Regions from separate parts of the Mus musculus genome. Here region 2 is linked to region 1. The links are chromatin contacts, called in public promoter capture Hi-C maps. All regions are on one chromosome and are shown on one strand. Each heading gives the region's core, a stretch centred on a gene start, on an enhancer-like site or on the middle of the called end of the contact. The rest is flanking DNA. Distances are from core to core; before and after follow the strand shown.

Evidence for each region. Capture Hi-C pulls out chosen DNA fragments and counts their contacts.
Region 2: a contact with region 1 is called in a promoter capture Hi-C map of adipose tissue, with 3 times the contacts expected there. The contact joins the promoter of Rtp2 here to the promoter of Fetub in region 1. A contact is called at or near these places in 2 of 39 promoter capture datasets (the 3T3-L1 cell line and embryonic stem cells) and 1 of 9 other capture datasets (adipose tissue).

The regions. Positions count from the first base shown.
Region 1 is chr16:22,916,396-22,923,904 of GRCm38.p6, reverse strand. Fetub (fetuin beta) reads right to left here and starts at 3,683. Exons shown (of 8, transcript NM_021564.2): 1 at 3,410-3,683.
Region 2 is chr16:23,927,857-23,935,365 of GRCm38.p6, reverse strand. It overlaps Rtp2 (receptor transporter protein 2), which reads left to right and starts at 4,572. Exons shown (of 2, transcript NM_001008230.3): 1 at 4,572-4,831. The coding sequence starts at 4,668.

The DNA.
Region 1 (7,509 bases), core at 2,434-4,933:
TGGAAATCAGTCTGGCGGTTCCTCAGAAAACTGGACATAGTACTACCGGAGGATCCAGCAATACCTCTCCTGGGCATATATCCAGAAGATGCCCCAACAGGTAAGAAGGACACATGCTCCACTATGTTCATAGCAGCCTTATTTATAATAGCCAGAAGCTGGAAAGAACCTAGATGCCCCTCAACAGAGGAATGGATACAGAAAATGTGGTACATCTACACAATGGAGTACTACTCAGCTATTAAAAAGAATGAATTTATGAAATTCCTAGCCAAATGGATGGACCTGGAGGGCATCATCCTGAGTGAGGTAACACATTCACAAAGAAACTCACACAATATGTATTCACTGATAAGTGGATATTAGCCCCAAACCTAGGATACCCAAGATATAAGATATAATTTGCTAAACACATGAAACTCAAGGAGAATGAAGACTGAAGTGTGGACACTATGCCCCTCCTTAGATTTGGGAACAAAACACCCATGGAAGGAGTTACAGAGACGGAGTTTGGAGCTGAGATGAAAGGATGGACCATGTAGAGACTGCCATAGCCAGGGATCCACCCCATAATCAGCATCCAAACGCTGACACCATTGCATACACTAGCAAGATTTTATAGAAAGGACGCAGATGTAGCTGTCTCTTGTGAGACTATGCCGGGGCCCAGCAAACACAGAAGTGGATGCTCACAGTCAGCTAATGGATGGATCATAGGGCTCCCAATGGAGGAGCTAGAGAAAGTAGCCAAGGAGCTAAAGGGATCTGCAACCCTATAGGTGGAACAACATTATGAGCTAACCAGTACCCCGGAGCTCTTGACTCTAGCTGCATATATATCAAAAGATGGCCTAGTCGGCCATCACTGGAAAGAGAGGCCCATTGGACTTGCAAACTTTATATGCCCCAGTACAGGGGAATACCAGGGCCAAAAAGGGGGAGTGGGTGGGCAGGGGAGTGGGGGTGGGTGGATATGGGGGACTTTTGGTATAGCATTGGAAATGTAAATGAGTTAAATACCTAATAAAAAATGGAAAAAAAAAAAAAAAAAAAAAAAACAAACTCGGAAAAAAAAAAAAAAAAAAAAAAAAAAAGATCCAGGATGTGTCAGTATAGAGCTGCCAGGACGAGCCCTGCCGTGGGGCCTCAAGGTTCACTTGAGCAGCTTTATAACTGCAACAGAATAGCCTACTAGGACTTGAAACACCATGCCCTGAGGCCACCTCTATCCAAACACAGCAGTTTTTGAGTCAATATTTTGGATTGGATTTGTCAGTGTTCTAACCTTGGATCCGGAGCATGCCTTTCGTGTAAATAAATCCAAGTTTCCTAACCCTTTCCCAGGAATTATAAAAAAATGTTTGATCAAGACATGGGAGACCTGGCTTCTGTCTTGTCCAGATGGAGAGTCCTAATCCAACTGGAACTGAATACAAGCACTACTCAGAAGTGTCCCTTTCTAGTTCCTGTATAGGACAGGAAAATGCTTCATCTCAGAATTGTATTTAAGGTGGGGAAAGCTAAGGAGACCCCAAAAGTTCTCCCAACACACTCTAGGTCTAGTCTTCCTTTTGTGCACCTACAGGTAAATTCATCAAGAGACCAAGACCTGACACTGTCAAGAGAAAGATAATGGTGGCCATCAAGACGGATCATGGTTCTTGCCTCTCTTTCTGAGCTTCAGTTCAGATCCCAGGAAGGTTCTGCTTATTGGGGATATATGAAAAGCAATTTATTTTTTGTTTTGACAGGGCCTTAAATGTGTTCGGTAGCTGGCCTTGAACTCGCAATCCTCTTGCATCTACTGGGACTACAGGTGCATATCACCATACCTGGTGACTAAATCAGGTATCTTTCAAAGCTCCTTTCCCTCTAGGGCTGGGCCTCATATGTGCTGGGGACGTGCTTTCATAGCGCTACATCACAGCAACTTTTATTTTGAGACAAGACCTCAATAAGTTTCCCAGTCTGGCATGGAACTTGCAATCCTGCTTCAGCTGCTCAAATTCCTGGGATTGCGGGTACCTACCTCCATAAATGGCACACACACATTGTGCATGATGCCAAGCATCAAACCAGGGCCTCACTTACACCAGGCAAACATTGTACTTCTGAGCTACAGCCACAGGCCATTTATTTTTTTAAAAATGTTTCTACTACAAACACACACACACGGGGGTGGGGGGGGGGAGAGAGAGAGAGAGAGAGAGAGAGAGAGAGAGAGAGAGAGAGAGAGAGAGATATCAACAATGAAAGCAAAGGTCTAAGTCAGGAAGGGAGCCTACATAGCAGGCTGTCCCTTAAAGCATTCCCTAAGGTAAGCAATACCTCATTCCATACCTCCATCTCCACCCCTGCCCAGGCTTTCTGTGTTCAATAGACAGAGGTTCTGCTCTATCCACAGGTACCCATCTGGTAGGCCCTCAATACACAGAGTATCTTGAAGACTCCAAAGCTTTGGGGTCAATACTATTTCAAACACAGGTCCCTACAGCTACTAGAGAATATAAGAGTTTTCCTGAGTAGAGCTTATTTTTAATTCACAAATATATTTTGGAAATGTCTGTGTTTATAAATAAGGACACCAGTCTGTGAGACTTTTCATGGGAACCTGATAAGAGGGCCCAAATATTTTGGATGGAAAGAAATGCTCCTCTGGTCTAGATGAAAATCCAATATGCAGTAAGCTATGGCTGACACGAGTGAACCAAGCAAAAGAAGGCTGTTAACATTGCTCAAGTTCCTAAATTTACTTAAAACATTGATTACATATTAAACTTAAATATGCTGACTTATGTTTTTAGCTAACATTGAAAAGTTAATTTTATAATAAACTTACTAAAAAACTTAAATTTATGATGCTAAATGTAATTGTATTATAGTTGAGCAGAACACAGATTCCTTCCCCCCCACCCCACCCCCCACCCCATTTGATAGCTACTCATAGACAACTAGGTAACAGCATCCACTCACTAACTTAGTGGTAGTATAGACACTCACTGAAAACTCTAAAGAAAACTTAGCCAAGTCCAACCAGGGGAGAATACTAGGGCTCAGAAAGGGTAAAAATCCTGAATGAATCAATACAAGAAACAGCACAGGAGCCTTCCCTTTTAGAAGATTTTCATCAAAGCGAGTGAGATGGCTCAGCCCCTAAAGGTGCTTGCTGCCAAGCCTGGTGGCCTGAATGTAACTCCTGATACCCTCACAGTGAAAGGGAAGAACCGACTGCTGAACGATGTCCTCTGACCAGAGTGCAGTGTCATCTGCACTCTGGCCCACCCACCCCACCTCTGCACAAAAATAAACAAATAAATGTAAAAATATTTTTGTCACCACACAGATGCTTAGAACACTGTGTGAGCTACTCTTTCAGCTACCAACCAGCCGATGTGGAGAAGCCACTTACCCACTGTAAGCCACTCTGCCAAATCTGTCAAATGCACTAATCATGACCCTGCACCAGAAATCGCAGAAGGCTAGACGTTGTTAGATGTTGTGTAACACAGCAGCTACCTGTGACTCACAGGTTCTGGCTGAGCCACTGCACAATGTCAGGAATCAAGGTAAGCTGTCCGGAATCAAGAGCTTTGCAAGTCTGGTGTGCTTTGAACACGTTCCCAAAGCTCAGAAAACGAACGCTTATGAAACCTGTGGAGAGGTGGCGCCTTTACAGAGATTAAGTCCCAAGGGCTCTGTTCTCAGGGGTGGGGCATGCCCATGTCAGGGGAGTACATTTGTTAGGCAGAGTTCTTCCTCCTGCCTCCCGCCTCCCGCCCACGCATGACGCAGCAAGAAAGCTGTTCCCAGAGGCCCTCCAGGCCTCCAGAAGGGTGAGAAGGATCCGGTGACAGCAGCACAGCACAGGATGGACCACATTAATAAGAAGCCACGCCCACTTTTTAGTCTTCCGTAAACAAGTGGTTAGTAAAGATTGATTATGAAACCCAAATCTGAAGATTACAGTTCTACAGAAGGGAGCTCTTGGTTGTGTTTTCTTTCTTTCTTTCTTTCTTTCTTTCTTTCTTTCTTTCTTTCTTTCTTTTTTCCAATTTAGAAATATCTTTAAAGACCTGTTTTTCTGGGTTGGCTCATGCCACGTGTTGTTTAGAATGATTCCAACCCTGAGTTACCAAATTTTTTTTCCCCCACACGCTCCCAGTTGTGTTTTCAAATGGGAATAATTCGAGAAAAATGGGTATCGAAGCCAGAAATGGCTACTTTAAGAAAAACAACACAAATTGGGAGACCATTAGATTGTGGAGGCTCTGGAATTTAAATCTCTACCAAATAAACAAACAACAAACAAATAAATAATAACCTCAAGACAGGAGCTTTCTACACTAACCAATAAAATTCATTTATCTTCCCTTCTTTCTACAGCTAAATTGTACAAGTTTACCCTCCCACAATACTGGGACTCATAAATTAATGAATGCTTTAATTTTTTTCAATTTAAATGTGCTTAAGTTTTCCTTTATCAGTTAAAAAAAATCAGATATCCAAACTCTGAGGTTCAGCAGAGATTTAGTTTCAGCCAGCAGTGAACATACCTCTGTCGGGTCTGGGCTGGAGTGTCCAATGCCTGAGGAAATGTACCCAGTACACTTAGGTAGAAGCCATTGGTGCAATTTTAATGAAAGACAGATGCAAACGGGGTAAAAAGATGCTGTAAGGATGCTAAATCACATGGTAAACTGAACTTTGACCAGGACCCTGCTTCAGCCCTGGTCTGCGTGAGCTAGGCTAGCGATGTAACACTTAAGCCCAATTTCCTCAACTGTGTAGGGCTTTCAACCATGCGATTACTAAGGGCCCGTTTAGCCCTGATGGGAGGGCACTCTGCCCCCCTCTCTGCACAGGGTGCCATTCCATCTCTAGCAGGGGCAGCTCCTAGAACCTGGCTCTACGGAACTTGAATCACACAGATCTATCCACCATGCCCCCCGGGGGAACGTGATCCTATTGCATCATGAGTGAGATTTCCGGAACTTGAATCACACAGATCTATCCACCATGCCCCCCCGGGGGAACGTGATCCTATTGCATCATGAGTGAGATTTCCCGTAAAAATCCTTGTTGTGAAGAGGCCACTAATACAGACGCTGGGTTCACGCAGGCCTGGGGTTTAATTCCAGTTCAGTACTCACCAATGGGAATGCAGGAAGCATTTTCCACACACACGTGGGCTGGGTGTGAGGACCAGTGAACTGTGCTTGGCTATGGATTTGGCCTCTGTACTCCCCCCCCCCCCAAAAGAGTCTAAAAAGTAAGGAGTGGGCAGGGAAGATGGCCACGCATGTCACATACTCACAGTCCCGTTGATCTAAGACAGGGAGGAACACGGAAGGTGGGGCCCAGTCCTGCAGCTCTGACAGACAGGCTTTCCTGAGGACCCAGAGTCGCTTCGGCCAGGAGACCAACTCACAGGAGCAACTGGTGTATAAACAAGGTGCTTGTTTGTTAATTAACAAATTGGAGGGATCCTCTCCAGGTGTTCCCGATGGAGCTGCAAAGGATGATGGCAGCTTCTCCCTCTGACTGCCCTTTTATATCTTGCAAACAGAGTGCGCCATCATTCAGAACTCCAGGAATAATACCCTGCTTAGCTGAGTTTCAGGGCTGACATACACCCTAACTATGAATTAGAGGAAGGTCCTAGAGAGAATAAGCTCTAATTAGGTTCCGTGTCTTTCCAAGGAGCCGCCCAGTACTTTGTTTCTGCCTGGGCTTTTCCCAATGCTCTGCCCGCACTTTGGGTCCCACCCATAGGCTGTGGCTTCCCTGCACAGGGCCTTCTCCACCCAGAGCTGCTGATGCCCAAGGCTGTCACTCAGTAGGTGGCTTTATTGCTGAATCTCACCATAGTCAGTACTGTACACACAGTGACCCAGAAAGGCTCTGGCTGCCCGCAGCAGGCTGGGCATGGGTAAGTCCAGGACGCTCACGTGGAATGGAGAGGAGGGCGGCTGCATCAAAGGTCCCGTCATCCTGTTTTATAGCCGTGTTAGCACAAAGCAGGTATCCTTTCTAATTCCGTGTGAATAGCTGTGAAATCATCAGAAGTCAATCTGGTCACCCGGCTTCTCACGCAAGGGTCTCGGCTCAGGCATACTTGAGGCTCAGCTCACTTGCCTGCTGGCGGAAATGAAGGGTCATGGTAAGGTTTGCAGTCAAGTGGTGCCTAGGGGAGGTGTGAATGGAAGGCCCAGGGAATCCTACTGGGGGGCAGGTACACCTAACAGTGACTCAGAGAATGTTCAAAGCACAACAAAGAAACAAACGTCAATTTCTCCAAATCATCAGTATTTTCTGAGTATTCCTTTGTATAGTTTTGAATTTTAGAACACTGCTACTGTTGGCCGTGCTCAGAACTGTAAAATTAGTTAAACAAAGTTGAGTGTGGGGGGCGGAATAACAAAATTAGATGGAAACAAAAAGGAAGGAGCTTGTATTTCAGATGAAACCTGGACACAGCAGAAGAAATAAACCCACAACTCACCCTTCGGAACAGTTATTCTTGAATGCAGTTCTTTGATCACACAACAGCCTAAAAGACTAATGGTAAGAATGGAATATTTTGCTTTTCCAGGGTGGAAAGGGTATGGCAAATTCTAAAAAGGTATTTGCATGCATTGTGATGTTGGGGAAACTGCTGGGAAGGAAGGTTCTCAATGAGGAAGAATGTGTGAGGGAGAATGAGGGGACTCTGGGCTTTGGGGTTGGTTCTAGAGGCAGCAAGAGAATTCAGAACTTGACTCGGGCCATCGGAGATAATGATTCTTTCCTCCTGGGCTGGCTGAGAAGGCCTACAAGCACGGAGACTACAGTGCAACAAGCCCACCCAGAGCTGAACCTGGCTTTTCAATCTTAGTCTTTTTTTTAAAATTTTTGTTTTTGAGATAGGGTCTTTCTACATAGGCCTGGCTATCCTGAAACTTACTATGTAGACCAGGGTGACTTTGAATTCATGGATATCTGCCTGTCTCAGTCTCCCGAGTGCTGGTATTAAAGGGGTGAGCCACCAAAGCCAGTTCAATCCCAGTCTTTATTAGAAACCCAGGCCCTTTGACATGGTTGATTCTGAGGAAATGGAGAGTATAAGCTGGCCTTGTGCAGAAAGTAAGGAGGTACTCAGAGTACGTTTCTGTAAAAGAACTCGCTTGAAGGGAAGCCACTGTCAACCCTTGGGAAACCTGAACATAAAAATAAACAATGACAGTAATATACTACAGTAAACTGAAAAACTAGTGACTCATAAATCCTTTAGTATATAGTCAGTGGCATTTCAAAGTCACCATTCTGTAGCTACTATTGTGGTAAGTAATCCAGGCAGGAACCATCAACGACTGCTAAACATAGGAAGCAGAGTCTCTTAACTGTCTCCTCACAGATAACTGCTTTTGGTTTTTGTAAAGAATTTGTGTGTGTGTGTGTGCACTTGTGAGTGTATGTGTGTGTATGTATGTGTGTGTGCACTTGTGAGTGTACTGTGTGTATGTGTGTGTG
Region 2 (7,509 bases), core at 3,323-5,822, 1.0 Mb before region 1:
TACTGAGATGTGGAGCTTGTTTATATTTAGCATATCTACCCATACATTTTAATTTATATCTAGTATCTGATTTTCTTCTTTTTATTGCATTGCAATTTGAATAACATAGTTTTTTCTTGTGTTTAGAATATATATATGTATATATATGTATATACACACACACACACACACACACACACATACACACACACATAATACATACATATATACCTACTAGTAGTTACATTACTTTCTCCTATTTTGTTTGAAAGTTGTGTGTATTGTGCTCCCAGCTACTCAGTAGTTACCCCTTATCGTCACACGTATCTTATGCATCAAGAAAGAGATGTTTTGCATCCTCTGGGAATGATAGCCAGGCCTGGATTGCTTTCTGTTCACACCTAAACTGGGTATGGCCCTTAGTGGTTCCAACTTTCAGAGGTTTTAAGTGGAAACTTAAGGGTTCTTTGGAAACATTTAAAGCCCTTCCCTGGTGCAGTACCTCCTCTAGTATGGCTTCCTTTCCTAAAGGGTCCACAATCTTCCAAACAGTTTTACCAGCTAGGGACCAAGGATTCAAATGCACGAACTATAGGGAACATTTTATTACTTAAATCACCACAGGAAGTGGCTGGTATCATTTTAAAATGGATACTTTGAAAGCCAGTGCAAGCTACCCCTTTGTTCTGCTTTCCCTATGCCATGATGCCTGGAATGTCCCAGAGTGGAATCATAACTACTTTTGTGTGTTCTATCAGTTCAACTAGCAGCACCTGAATATAGCCAAGTAAACATAATGAGGGCCCTCGTCTTGGAACCAGCTGCACCTGCTCCAAGTGTCCCTGGCTGCCCACTCAACTCCTGCCCCTTGTACGTGCCTAAGCTTCCTCTCCTCCATCTCTAATCTTCTGTTTACTTATCATTACTTATCTGTCACTGGGCCTCTGCTAGGTATATGTCATGGTTTGAATGAGATGTCCTGAGTAGTCTCAGGCATTTAAATACATGTTCCCCAATTATTGGTGCTATTTTGGAGGCTTAGGGGGTGTGGCCAGGCCAGAGGAAGTGTGTTACTTGGGGTGGACTTTGAAAGTTAAATGGTTTGTGCCATTTATAATTCTTTTTGTGTTTCGTGCTTGGGATTCAAGATGTGAGCTCTTAGCATCCTTCTCTCGCCGCCGTGGCTTTTCATGCAACAATCATGAACGCTAACCCTTTGGAACTGTAAGACCAAATAAACTCATCCTTTTATAAACTGTCTTGCTCATAGTGTTTTATAACAGCAATATAAAACTAACTAACACAGTATAATTAGATAGATTGTGACAATTCTGTGTTTTTGGTAAGGATCTTGAAGCTCAAGTGGAGGGCCTTATTTATCTAGACAAGTGTGCTACCACGGAGACACAGTCATAGACCATACAGTCTGTTTTCCTTTTTTTACTTGAATTGATTTAAATAAACATGTGGAAACAAAACATTATTTGAGGGCGTTATGTGAAGTTCAGACACATGTATTCACTGGGTAATGTTAAAATTAAGACAAACATTTATTTCCTCAAGTATTTATTATGTAAATGTGGTGAGAATATTCAAAATAATTTTTCTAACATTTGGAACTACACAGTATATCATCATTTTCCTTAGCCCTCTGTGTGTGAGCACACATGAGAACTCCTTCCTGTTATGGGTTTCTGGGGGCTGGAAGAGGCAGGGAGAACTCAAATCCTGGAATGTTAGTGATGACAGAATGGGGCTGGCTCACGGTGGCTCTGCTTGCTCCTTCCTGATAAAGGGACAACATGGACTCTGCTAGGTATCTCTGGTTGACACTTGTGAGTTGTTCTGAGCAGGTGAACTATCCTGGGACTCAAAGTTCACTTCCACCCAAAGGATGAACCGAGTGCTGTGGTCTGTAGGTGGAGAAGCCTTTCAAAATATCTTTCAAAGGGTCTCCCAAGGATCTTGAGTTTGTCAGCAACACTATCAAAGATTCTTTGAACTTGGAGACAGGAAGGTTTAATACAGTTTCGTCCCTCCTGGATTTGTTTAGAAATATCATGAGACAGTAAGTGATTTTACTTGAACCTTTGGTAGCCTGTGAGTTAGCACATGGCTCTCAGTAACACCGGCTGGCTGGGGTGGGATTCCGCACAGCATAGAGCTGGTGGAGCGTGACTGTGTTCCCTGAAGAATATGGGCTGAAATCTCCTGAGGCAGTCCCCAGGTGATTCTGAATTTCATACTTCTCAATTCTTCCTTGCCGTTTCTTGTTATTAATTGTGTCATATAATATTCTATTTCTTAAAAAAATATTTAAATATTTTAAGTCTATTGGTATGAAGGTGTCAGATCCCCTGGAACTGCAGTTACAGATAGTTTTGAGCTGCCGTGTGGGTGCTGGGAACTGAACCCAAGTTCTCTGGAAGAGTAGCTGGTGTTCTCAACCACCAAGTCATCTCTCTAACCCTCATCACATAGTATTTTAACAAATAAAATTTAAATAATGAACATTTTGCAAAAGTATTTATTACTTGAACTCCATAGTAAAGGATAAGAGTGGCTCATTTTGCGTGTGAGATCTAGATAGATAGTGTTATTTTTTTAAGGCTAAAATTAGTTCATTTAAAACATTATCACCCAGACTGAAGATGCTGCAGCTCCAAGTTATGAGCTGCCAGTGAGCAATGTGCCCACATGGAGAGTGTCTTAATGGTGCAGCCCAGTGCCAACCTGAGAAAGACTGAGCTAGTAATTGTCACATCATCGTATAGTAATTGCTACACTCATTGGTGATATCCCAGAAAGAGTTTCCAGTGCCAACAGCGTTGTTGAACAGAAAGATGAATCGCCCTGGTTTCTGCTTAGAGGATTCCATTCTAACTTAAGTATGATCCGATGCCTAAGGGGATTGCATCATCTGAGAGAGAACAAAACAAAGCCAAACAGACGAACCCTAGCAATTCCCACTGTCCTTTAAGCTTTCCGACACTGCCTTTGATCTGGGAACAATGGTATAGTACATCTCAGAGCTGGACCACGGCACTTCGCTCTAGGTCGGGCCAAAATCTCGTGGCTTCCTTCAGTTCCCGGGAACTCATGGACCCTGGATGTCACCTGTTTTGTAGCTGATGATAGGAGAGTCCCCAGTGAGTCACCCAGTCCAGGGTTTCTTTTGAGAGCAGTTTTCCATTTCTAGGCCTGAGTTGTCCTGATTCACTATGAAAAGATTTGAATTGGCTGTGGTGCTCCAAGCCTTTAATCTCAGCGCTCAGGAGGCAAAGGCAGGCTGATCTCTGTGATTTCCATGCCAGCCAAGGCTACATAGTGAAACCCTTCCAAAAAAGTAAATAAATAAAAAATAAGAAAAAGAAAAAGGGAAGGAGGGCTGGGGTTTGGGAATTTAAATCGAGGCCAATAAGGAAACCGGAAATCAGTAGTTCTTGATGGCCTTACAGCACAGACTTGTACTTCTATAGGTTAACACAAAGCTAGTGGAAGAGCACTTCTCTGAGTTGAAGGATGTTCAGTGGCCATCCTCCTAACCCTATCCCACACAGAGACCATATGGAGGCGCATGACAAATCTGGAACCCAGCACTGATAACTTCCGGCACCTAGCTACCCTTTTTAGTTCTGCCTACTTTCGCTGTCTCCACAGCCCTAGAAGCCAGAGCTTCAGGTTAAAGAAGTGACAGGTGATGGACTACAGACATCGCAGAAACCTCGCAATATCCGGGGCAGAACCAGGTATCCACAGCCTCTGGTCTGTAAAAAAATAGAACTTGGGCGTCAGGAAGCCTCGGCTCTCTGTTGTCTGCTCTGCATCAGCTGAGGTAGCTCAGCCTGCAGCTCGGAAGATACTAGATCCCGTAGCAGCAGCCTCCGCGAGCCCTGGGAGCAGGGAGTGACTGTGGCAACCCTGGAGTGTGAACTGTTATCACTGAGCTTTTCACAGTGTATTAAATTACTTCTGTCTCACCAACCGGATTGAGAATTCTCCAGCGAAGGGAGAGCGACGTGTCACTTGTCGCGTCTCCCTTCATCACGATGTTAGGAGCATAATACGCTCGAGATAATTAAAGGGGTAGACATCATTTAGGAAGGCCTGGATCTGAATTGTGGATGATCACTTGGGGGTTACAGAAGCCTGCTTTCTGGTCTGTCTTGGCTAGTACACAGATCAAGTAGCTTGTGGCTAGCACATGGCAAACAATGGCCACAATGCATCAGGAGTGTGGGAGCATCAGGTCCCATATCTCCATTCTGCTTCTGCTGACGTCCCTAGGGTATTATGGTTGCCATGGCACATGGCTGGAGAAAGCAGGGAAGAGCAGTGGGGTGAAAAAGGGCCACCACATAGCCCTTGTCCTCTGGGGAACCTCCGTCAGCCCATGGGTTGGATCTCACCTCTCTCTGCTTTCTCAACCTAGTCAGCATTACAATTCAGTTTGCCTCTGCAATCTGGCTCAGGACCCTGGAACTCTCCCTGGAGGCTTGCCTCCTCCCTATCCCTGGCTCCTGGTACCTGCCTGGCTGTCATAGTAACAGGTTCCAGGGTGACAAAAGAGGAAGCTGGCTCTTGTGGGTAAGGCTTTTTGGACCACAGAGACTGCCTGGGCTGCATCTATCTAAGCTTTCTGTTCTTCCTTGGGCTGAGTTCACCCTTCTATCCCAGCCAACAGGACCATGTCCACCAGCCTGACCACTTGTGAGTGGAAGAAGGTCTTCTACGAGAAGATGGAGGTGGCCAAGCCAGCGGACAGCTGGGAGCTCATCATAGACCCCACCCTCAAGCCCAATGAGCTGGGCCCTGGCTGGAAGCAGTACCTGGAGCAACATGCCTCAGGCAGGTGAGAGGCTGGTGGGAGGAGGTGCAGGAAGCCCTCCCTCCCCCAGAAGGATGGGGGCTGTCACAGACTTTGCAAGTCTGGGCCTCTGGTAGGTCTCACCAGGTCAGCTCAGGTGACAAGCAGGCAATGAACCACCAGAAGGACCATCTAGGCTATGTTTCTAACCACAGTTGTTCAGGTTCCTTGGTTCCTTGGAACAAATTGTGCCCTGCATTTGAGTCTCAGTTTTCCATAGAAAATCAAGACTGGCAAGGCTTCAAAGCCCTGCAAATTCAGATGCCTAGTATAGATAGAATGGAGAGGAGGTACAATGGGGATCTCCAGAATTCTCAACCTAGAAGTTGGGGTATATGTGTTTGGCGGCTGTGGTGTCCATCTGCTCAATCAAATGCAACTAGACATGAAGACAGAACAAGTTACTGATCACATAGTATATTTGAGAGCCTGGTTCCATAGCTCTGTGAACTTGGCCTTGTCCCCTTCTTTCTCTGGTTCCCAGTTTTCATATTTACAAGGCAAGGGAGCTCATCTTAGCTCATCTTAAAACACTACTCCAATCCCGTCCAACACTACTGTCAGTGGATGACAAGTTGCTGACCTCAGGCAGCACTTGCCCTAGATCCTCCTAAGTGCTCCTCACTCTTCTGCCATGCAGAGTGTCCTGGGGGCTCTTCTAAAATCGTTTCCCTTTTACAAACAGATGATGGGGGTGGGGGATGGGAGCCACAGTTTCTTGGTCAGACAGCCTCCAGCTCACCTGCAGTGGTGCAGCGCCCCCCCCCCCCCCAGGCGAGCTGGTGGCTGTGTTGTGGAGGTGTGAAAAAATTATGGCTGGGTTGTCCATATTGTAAGAATGTGAAGCCTCTTGAGTAGACAACAGCATGTGGGTGGGAGCAGAAAAAGGCAGGCTGACCATAGGCCTTGCCAACAAATAAATAGAGCATGTGTTAGCATAGGACAGGGCATAGTTGGTTGGTTTGTGTTGTCTCCTGTTATCAATGCTGGGCAGTGGAAATCTCTCTAAGTAGCTGCATGATCTCTATTTTCTATGCTTCAGTCTCACCTCCCCCCCCCCAAGCCCCCCTCCCCTACGTCCCAAATGCTCACCAATGTTTGATACTTTTGGAGATATGGGGTCTGTCTTGAGGGAGGGAAGTTGTTCTAGACTGGCTTATTTTAAAGACTTGGGAGACTGCACGCATGAAGCATTTGAGCCTCCTGGGGGATAAAGTGCAGAAAGTTGGGAACTGGCTGGTGTGTGGGGTTTGGGGAGTTTAGGGACATCTCCAAAGACTCATAGGTCTTCTCACCTTGGGCTTGGTCCCAGCCGGCCACAGAAAGGGCTGGGTCATAGCTGCCCCAGTCATTCTGTGTACATGCTTATTTGATATTGATCTTTCAGATGTACTAAGTATTGGGCCTGAGTACTCGCTCAGTATAGGGAAAATGAGTGGAATCTTCCCCATCCAGGACCTATCAGACACCTCTGCCCTTTTGACCATGTGTTAGGTGCTGCGGGTTTTGTTCTCTGCCCACATTGTCAGTGACTTTCAGAGGTCCAGAAGCTGGCTTGGTTCTACTGCCCCTTCACAGTGGCTGAATAGTGTTTAAAATACAGTTGGTGCTTCTTGTGTTGAATTGAGTTCTTCATCAGAGGTCGTTCACGGCCATTGGTGCAATGGACTCAGGCAGAGGCAGGAATAAGGGCAGACTCAGCCCAGTGGACATGTGAACTCCTCTGAAGCCTTTGTAACCGGGCTCACAAGAGGCCATTACAGGGGCATACGGAGCCTCCCTGGAGTTTAAAGGAGTGTTCCATCACAGAAGATATGTAAGGAAGGTATGGAAAGCCAGGAGGAGCTGGGCTTGGCGGGTGAGCCCCAGGCAACCTCTCTCCATGCTTTCTGAGACCCAGGCTACAGGAGTCCAGATCAGACAAAGCAGCCCATGTGACAGATGGGCTGTGGGTAGGTATATTAGAGAACAAAGTCTGCTTTCCCCATTCTTACACCACACTGCTCTGGTGCACAGGGATGACTGGTCAAGGGAGTGCCTGTGCGAAGACATAAGAACCAAACAGCGCCGGGCGTGGTGGCGCACGCCTTTGATCCCAGCACTCAGGAGGCAGAGGCAGGTGGATCTCTGAGTTCAAGGCCAGCCTGGTCTACAAAGTGACCTGGTCTACTAAGTGACAGGACAGCCAAGGCTACCGAGAAACCCTGTCTCAAAAAAAAAAAAAAAAAAAAATTAAGAACCAAACAGGATTCTTTCCTGTCTAGTCCATTGCAGTCTGCTAATCTATCCTGCCTTTCTGGGTGGCTGATTGCAGACCTACAGTCTGGATCTGAGCTTGCATGCCATCTCCTCAGAGCAAGCAGGATGCAGGAGTCAGATGGTGACACTACCATTTGTAACAGAGGCACGAGAGGTCTGAGCACAAAGTCCAGCAAGGACATCATCATACTGTACCTCACGGATGAGAAACGAGTTGAAGAGAAGTGGAGCCACACTCGGTTTGGGGGTTGACCAGGCACAAGTCTGCAATAGGCTGGGATGGGTGGGGAGCTGAGGAGACCACACTGGAGGCAGCTTCCAGGACACCACTGGTTGCTCAATGACTCCAGTGTGAGGTTCTCGGGTTTCCAGAAAGAGGAAGTGACTGGTGACCTCTAGTGCTA